Linked DNA regions of Mus musculus: region 1 is linked to region 2. A link is a contact called in public Hi-C data. All regions are on one chromosome and are shown on one strand. Each heading gives the region's core, a stretch centred on a gene start, on an enhancer-like site or on the middle of the called end of the contact. The rest is flanking DNA. Distances are from core to core; before and after follow the strand shown. Region 1 overlaps Gab2 (growth factor receptor bound protein 2-associated protein 2). Region 2 overlaps Nars2 (asparaginyl-tRNA synthetase 2 (mitochondrial)(putative)).

Region 1 (3,653 bases), core at 362-2,861, 250 kb before region 2:
CCAGGGCTACACGGAGAAACCCTGTCTCATAAAACCAAAAAAAAAAAAAAAAAAAATTAGACTTACCAACATAACATGATTCTACAGTACTATGCATGAAGTTGGATTTGTAAGGGCTGGGGGTGTATTCCCAGAGATAGAGTATCTGCCTAGCGTATAACAGCATCACAGCTTTGCTATTCAGAACCATAAGAAATCAATCAGCCTTCTACACTAATGAATACATGTTTGTATACATGCAGTGCCTTTTGTTTTTGGGACAGAGTTCTCCTATGTATCTCAGGCTGGCCTAAAACTGGGATCTCCCTGTGGCACCACATCTAGTTTATATATGAATATCTTAAAATGTAAGATGCTGTCACCATCAAGCATTCCTAATTGTTGACTAAGTGAGTTTTCATTCTACCTTTGCTAGCCAGCAGTACAACCTTCAACAGAACTGCTCCTCTGCCTTGACCTCTGGATGTGCTGTTATTTGAAGAGTTCAGAACTAAGTACTCTCTAAGGACCTTTCAAGATCTCCTATTCCAGAAGTCTTCTAGTCTATTCTATTTATTCCCTTTATCTTGGCTGGTTGTTCTGGATAATGAGATTTACAACCATGGAGAATTGTGGTCATTGTAGGCATTCAGAAAAGCGGGGAGGAGATGGTACACATATTAAATAAAAAAAGTTTTTTTTTTTTTTTTTTACTTTTCTCAATTAAATTTTTGTAGCAATGTTTCAATATGTAGAATTTCAGTTATTTTGGTCTAACTCCTATGAATAAAGTTAGAATTTCTTTTAAAAAGAATACATGTGAATAGTTTGTCTGTATTTTTGTATATGGACCAAATGCATGCCTAGTGCCTGTAGAGGTCCAAAGAGGGAGTCAGATCCCCTGGGACTGAATTTACAGAATTTTGACCTATTATGTGGGTACTGGGAATTGAACCCAGGTCCTCTGGATGAACAGCCAATGTTCTTGACTGCTGAACCATCTCTCCAGTCCTAAAGTTAGAATTTTTTGATGCTCCTTTCCTATTCCAACAATAGATTTCTCAAAACAACATTTGGAAATGAGTTAGAATTTTAAAACAAAATAGATTATACGACAACTTTCAAAGTTATAGTCAAACACTACAACTAAATAACTTAAGTAAACTGTAGCAGAATATCTATTTCAATTAGTGGCCAGATGGGGCTTGATATTGAAGCTAAATTCAGATATGTAATTAAAAACAATTAAATTTCACATTTGATATTAACCTAATTAAAAGAAACAGCAACTGTCAGACATAATTTGGCACAGAGTCAGACATTGTTCAATTAATAGTATGTAATCTTGCTAACAAGGAGGCAGAGCAACCACGAAGAGTCCAAGCGAAGTGTGGACTACAATCCCAGCACTTGAAAGTCAGAGGCAGACCAGCCTCAGGTATATGTCTCAAACCCAAACAAAGATAAGGGTTACAAAGGAAGTTTGGCTGAGACAACAAAAAAGCCTCCATGGTATAGGCTGACTGAGTAAACAGAACAGAAACTGAGGCATCGCTTAAAACTGTGGCTGCAGAGTCCAAGAGGAAGAGGAAACGTGTCCAGGGGAAGCAGAAGCAGAAGCAGAAGCAGAAGCAGATTTTCTTCAGAAATTCAGGTGGACAGACCACTGGAAACCCAGACACCTCCCAGTGGGCAGTGAGGCCTTGGGCAATGACTTAATGTCTGGAAAGACTCTGATCTATGAGAAGAACCAAATTAAAAACTGGACAGGTCCATTTGAGGTGAGATTGAAGACTGCAAAAAGGTTAACAGGGCAAAGAAAATGAGGCCAAAATCCCAGGGTTGATCCTAACTAGAACAGAGGAACAGGGCCAGAACTTACCAAAGGGGTGAAGGATCCCCCATAGCATAGATATCATGCTAGAGTGATATGTGCATATGCTGAATTTGATGGTGGAGTTCAGAGGTCTGGGGCATGTTTGTAGAAGCAGAAATGGAGACCAGAGGGGCTTGACACATAGCAGTACCTCCAAATCATGAATTCCAAATGCTCCTATTCTAGTCTTGTATTAAATCATAGCCTCTGGTTTTCATCTGTGTACTTTTAGAAATGGTCATTTAAAAATGAGGCTGCCCCCGGGCATGGTGGTTCATGCTTTTAATCCCAGCACTTGGGAGGCAGAGGCAGGCGGATTTCTGAGTTCGAGGCCAGCCTGCTCTACAAAGTGAGTTCCAGGACAGCCAGAGTTATACAGAGAAACCCTGTCTCAAAAAAACCAAAACCAAAACCAAAACCAAAACCAAAACCAAAAAAAACCCAAAAAAAAACAAAAATGAGACTGCCATTTTTAATGGTGTTAACTGAGAAAAGTATCATTTAGTAGGATTGTCATTTTACATATACAGAGAGGTTCTAGTGAATAAAATTAATTTCTAAAATTGGGTCACACTTAGTTTTATAAAACCAACTATATTTTCCTCATTTTTAAAATTTTGTTGTTAACTGATTAAATTTTTCTTAATTTAATACTGGCCTAGAGGTCCATGTTTTGCGGTATCTACCACAGCCAGTATTTTCACACTGTGTTCAAGCCTCTACAGAAAAGCATGGGAGAAAAACATTTAGGTCTTGTTCAACTTGTAATCTTCTTCTTCCCTTTCAGGTATTAAGATTTAAGATTGCATTTATGTTCATAGCAGCCTTAATTGTGATACCAGAAGCTGGAAACAACCTAGATGTCTCATGACAGAAGAATGGATACAGAAAATGTGGTTCATTTACACAATGGAATACTACTCAGCTATTAAGAATGAGGACATCCTGAGTTTTGCAGGCAAATGGATGGAACTAGAAAATATCCTGAGCGAGGTAACTCAGACCCAAAAGGACATGCATGGTATGCACTCACTAAGAAGTGGATAAGTACAGAATACCCGAAACTCAGTCCACAGAACTCAAAAAGGTCAACAAGTTGAAGTGTCCAAGTGAGGATACCTCAGTCCCACTTGGGAGGGAGAAGAAAGCAATCACAAGTGGGGAGGGAGGAAGGGACCTGGGAGGGAAAGTGAATGGGTAGGGGGAGTCTGAGGGAGAGGGAAACCTGATCTGGTATTGGGTGAGGTAAAAGGACTGAAGCCCTGAGGAAAAGCAGAAAGAATGGGAACAGGCAACCTTGGAAAACAGGACCCTCCAGAATGCACCAGAGACCTGGGAGGTAAGAGACTCTCAGAACTCAAAGGGAGGGACCTTAGATGAAATGCCTGACAGTAGGGAGAGGAACTTATAGAGCCCACCTGCAGCAGGAAGACAGGACATCAAGTGAGGGATGGGGTTGCCATCTCACAGTCACATCTCTGACCCATAATTGTGCCTGTCTGGAAGAATTACAGGGATGGAAATGGAGAGGAGCCTGAGGAAAAGAAGGCCCAAAGTGGAATCCAGCTCAAGGGGAGGTTCCAAGGCCTGACACTATTCCTGATGCTATGCAGTGCTCACAAAAAGGGATCTATCATGATTGCTCTCTGAAAGACCCAACAAGCAGCTGAAAGAGTCAGATGCAGATATTTGCACCTAACCAATGAACAGAAGCTGCTGACCCCTGTTGTTGAATTAGGGAAGGCTGAAAGAAGCTGAGTAGGAGGGTGACCCCATAGGAGGACTAGCAGTCTCAGTT
Region 2 (3,583 bases), core at 852-3,351:
ATTCACTATCTCAACTCACTTGCTTTCTGAGAACTTTAGTTTTATTCTGTTGTAAAACAACTTGAAAATTACCTGTCAGCTGTTTCTTCCAGGTCACACTACTTTAGCTAGACCTATCCTCCAGAGGTCCCAGCTGTCAGTACTGCTACCAGCAGAGTACCTAACAATTGAGTGCCCACACTGTGACAAATTTGAGACTTTACAGGTACCCAATTAATTCTCACAACAGCTCTGAATGGTAATTGTTATAATTTGTGTTTATAGATTATAAGTGGAGTCTCAGACATTAAGCTTATTAACTATGAAAAGAAGACAGAATTCCAGTTTAACTCTCTGACTGCATTTACTTCAGCTAACAGGACCATTTATTTGGGTGGCATGGTTATCCTAGCATCTTAGTAACCCTCTCCGTGCTCAATACCCTTCTGGATGTCCAACAGTTACATATGACTTAGGTGAAGAGTAAAGCCACTGTTGAGTAAATGAGTAACCACGGTTGTTTTTAAGGAAAACTAGTGAGGAAAAAAAAAAATCAAAATGACAAAAACTATTCTCAATCTAACTAAAATTCCTCAAGCACAAAGCATATACAGATTTTTTTTTCTCCTAAAAAAGTAATTAAAACTACCTGAGCAATTTGGACAGTAACTGAAAGAAGTAACAATATTTGCTTTACTTTTTATAAATATAATCACTGTATGTATGGACCTAATTACTAAGGATTAGTTTAATGTTCCCTAGTTAACTAATCAATAGCTGCTTCTTGACAGCACCAACAGGCATTGCACTTCATGAACAGTAAGTTCTATGTCTACCATCCCTCAAAGGATAGACTGGAGGCTCTCTCTCTCTCTGTGTGTGTGTGTGTGTGTGTGTGTGTGTGTGTGTGTGTGTGTGTGTACATGTGTGTTTGTATATATCCAGAGGCTAGAAGTCAACCCCAGGTATCATTCCTTAGGTGTCAACATACCAGGTTTTTTGTTGTTGTTGTTTTCTTTTTCTTTGTTGGTTCATTTAAAAATATTTTGTTGTTTTTGAGACAATCTCTCCCTAGCCCAGATCTCCCTAAAGAGCTAGCTAATAGTCCCCAAGGATCTACTTGTCTTTGATAACCTAGTGCTAGGATTACCATCATGCACTGCTATCCCCAGCTTTTACACACACGGGTTCTGGGAAATTGAACTTGGGTCTTTGTACTTGCATGGCAAATACTTTACTGACTGAACCATTTCCCGAGCCTAAAGGAGTGAACCTTATGATATGTCAATAAAGTTGTTCTTAAAAATATATAATTTACTCATCTGTCCTTATAGAAAGCCATGAAGCTAACTTTAACACCTATAAAATAATCCCTCTTCTGTCTTCCTATGCTAAATACACCCAGAATCTTCAACTACTTCTTTGGCTTATAGTGTCCTTCATTATCCCTGCTGGAGTACGGCAAAGTCATAACTCTTTCATAGATTCTAAAAACCTGGAAGTTGATAAAGGAATAGGACAGAGAAGCTATGCAGTTTTCTATATTTTGATGATTTGTCTAAACATAATTCACTCAATAATACATGCAGCAGAACAAAAGATAATCCAGAGACAAATAGAGAAAACATGTACTGCAAAGCTAAAGATTATATATTATAGATGCTCTATAATGAGGAGAAAACTGAACTTATGTGGTTTTAAGAATACAAAAGCAAGGTATAATATCAAATATAAAAGTCTTAACCATTAAATATGAATGTCATTTTAAAATATAATGTCATGTAGATATTAAAATAATATTACCTCTAAATTACGTTCAAAACTGGCAAGGTCAAGGTCCCTTGAGATCTGCTCTTGTGAATAGGACAATCTTTTAAATAATGGCTACCAGAATTACAACTCCTTATTTAATGCATGCCTTGTTCAATAGAGTCTATGAGGTAATAAATATTTGTGCATCTAAATAACCATGAACCCATGAGGTATCAAGTAATGAAAAGACACAGAGAAACCCCAATGCATACTATTAAGGAAAAAAGCCACTCTGAAAAGGCTGCATAATGTATGACTCCAAGTATGTAGCAGTATAGAAATGGGGAACTACAGAGATAGAAAGCAGACCGATGCCAGAATTCCCACAGCAGGGCAGCTATTCTGTATGTGGTAATGGTGGATACATGTCAAAGGGCACAGAGAACACAACACTAAGAATGAACGCTCACATGAACTACAGGTTTCAGGTGGTGATTATGTGTCAGTGTAGACTTATGAAAGGGAGAGATGATAATAATAAAGGTGGAAAACAAACATAAAAACAAAAGGAAAAAACTGAGACTTCCTGTAGTATCAGGATATGAAAGAACTCATGGGATAGCAGACACATAAAAGGCAGAGAAGACTCACTGGGTACTAAGTTTTCCACAGCTTAAGTACTTTAGAAACTAAGTGGATAAAACAATATTAACTCAAGCTGAAGGACAGATGCACCTGAGTACACTCTGATGAAAATGACAGACTAAATAAAAAAGAACAAGCCCTCTGTACAGAATTTCAGATATCCTCCCACACCAAGGAGCACTGGGGAGTGTCATTTCCTACACTGCAAGCTCTCACCCTAGTAGAGTTAGGACTCTCTTAGACAGAACAGAGTCAAGAAAGAAGGCAGGACACGTTTTCTGAAGAGATCTCACAATCATTAGGAGTGTAACTGTGCAGTCAACAGCACCACACACAACACATGCTCCTTTAGAGGCTGCAAGGAGAAAAGCAGAGGCAGGCGGAGCTCTGAGCTCAAGGCCAGCCTGGGCTACAAAGTGAGTTCCAGGACAGCCAGGGCTACACAGAGAATACACCCTGTCTTGAAAAACCAAAAAAAAAAAAAAAAAAAAAAAAAAAAAAGCACTTTATCTCTGTGCTAGGCTTTCCAAAAACCTGCATGATCCAGGTTTGGAGAAAAACATCAGATGAACTAAGATTAGGTTCCACTCTACAGGTCATGCAAAACGAAGAATGGGAAAGGGCAACAGACAAGAAGAAGCTTGCGAACAAGACAACTACATTTCAGATGTCTTGACCTGAATCCAGGAAAAAGAAGACAGTATTAACAGAGAAACTAGTGAAACCCAAATATAGCATCGAATCTGCTTAACACTTGCTCATTAACATTACGCTCTTCAATTTGACAAATGTTTCACAGTAATGGAAGGTGAGAGGGAACAGCCAGGGGGAGGTAGGAACTACACTGCATCTCTAACCTGTCTATATACATCCAGAGACGATTCCAGAACAGCATCTATTTAAAGAATGAAAAACCTTGAAGACAGTCATAAACCCATTAGACTAACAGAGGTTCTTTGGAAAATGCTAGCCTTCTAAATTTAACCACACTTATGCCTTCTAACAGTCTTTTTATAAATTTAAACAAAACACAAAGCTAAGAGAAAGAACGATAAAAATTTCCTACTAGAGTAAATCACAAAACATGATGTACTGTATGTTAATAGTGCTAGAACTATGCATATTAAATTAGGAACATTTGCATGACATTATTAGAAATACATATTATAAATTTAAGACCTAATATTTCACAAATTAATCCTTCATC

Evidence for each region. A called contact is a pair of places that touch in the nucleus more often than the background predicts.
Region 1: a contact with region 2 is called in a Hi-C map of bone marrow-derived macrophages, with 18 read pairs. The contact joins two enhancer-like sites. A contact is called at or near these places in 2 of 484 Hi-C or Micro-C datasets (bone marrow-derived macrophages and nephron progenitors) and 1 of 115 datasets of contacts at active chromatin or transcription factors (microglia).

The regions. Positions count from the first base shown.
Region 1 is chr7:97,249,754-97,253,406 of GRCm38.p6, reverse strand. All of the region lies in intron 2 of Gab2 (growth factor receptor bound protein 2-associated protein 2), which reads right to left. Among named protein-coding and RNA genes, the nearest start is that of Usp35, 81 kb to the left of the region's middle. Within about 2 kb of position 1,611, at least 37 of the 459 cell types and tissues checked have an H3K27ac peak or open chromatin away from gene starts, as enhancers often do. A contact at or near this core is called in bone marrow-derived macrophages, where this site is marked.
Region 2 is chr7:97,004,704-97,008,286 of GRCm38.p6, reverse strand. The region is part of intron 6 of Nars2 (asparaginyl-tRNA synthetase 2 (mitochondrial)(putative)); the gene reads right to left. Among named protein-coding and RNA genes, the nearest start is that of Nars2, 55 kb to the right of the region's middle. Within about 2 kb of position 2,101, at least 3 of the 459 cell types and tissues checked have an H3K27ac peak or open chromatin away from gene starts, as enhancers often do. A contact at or near this core is called in bone marrow-derived macrophages, where this site is marked.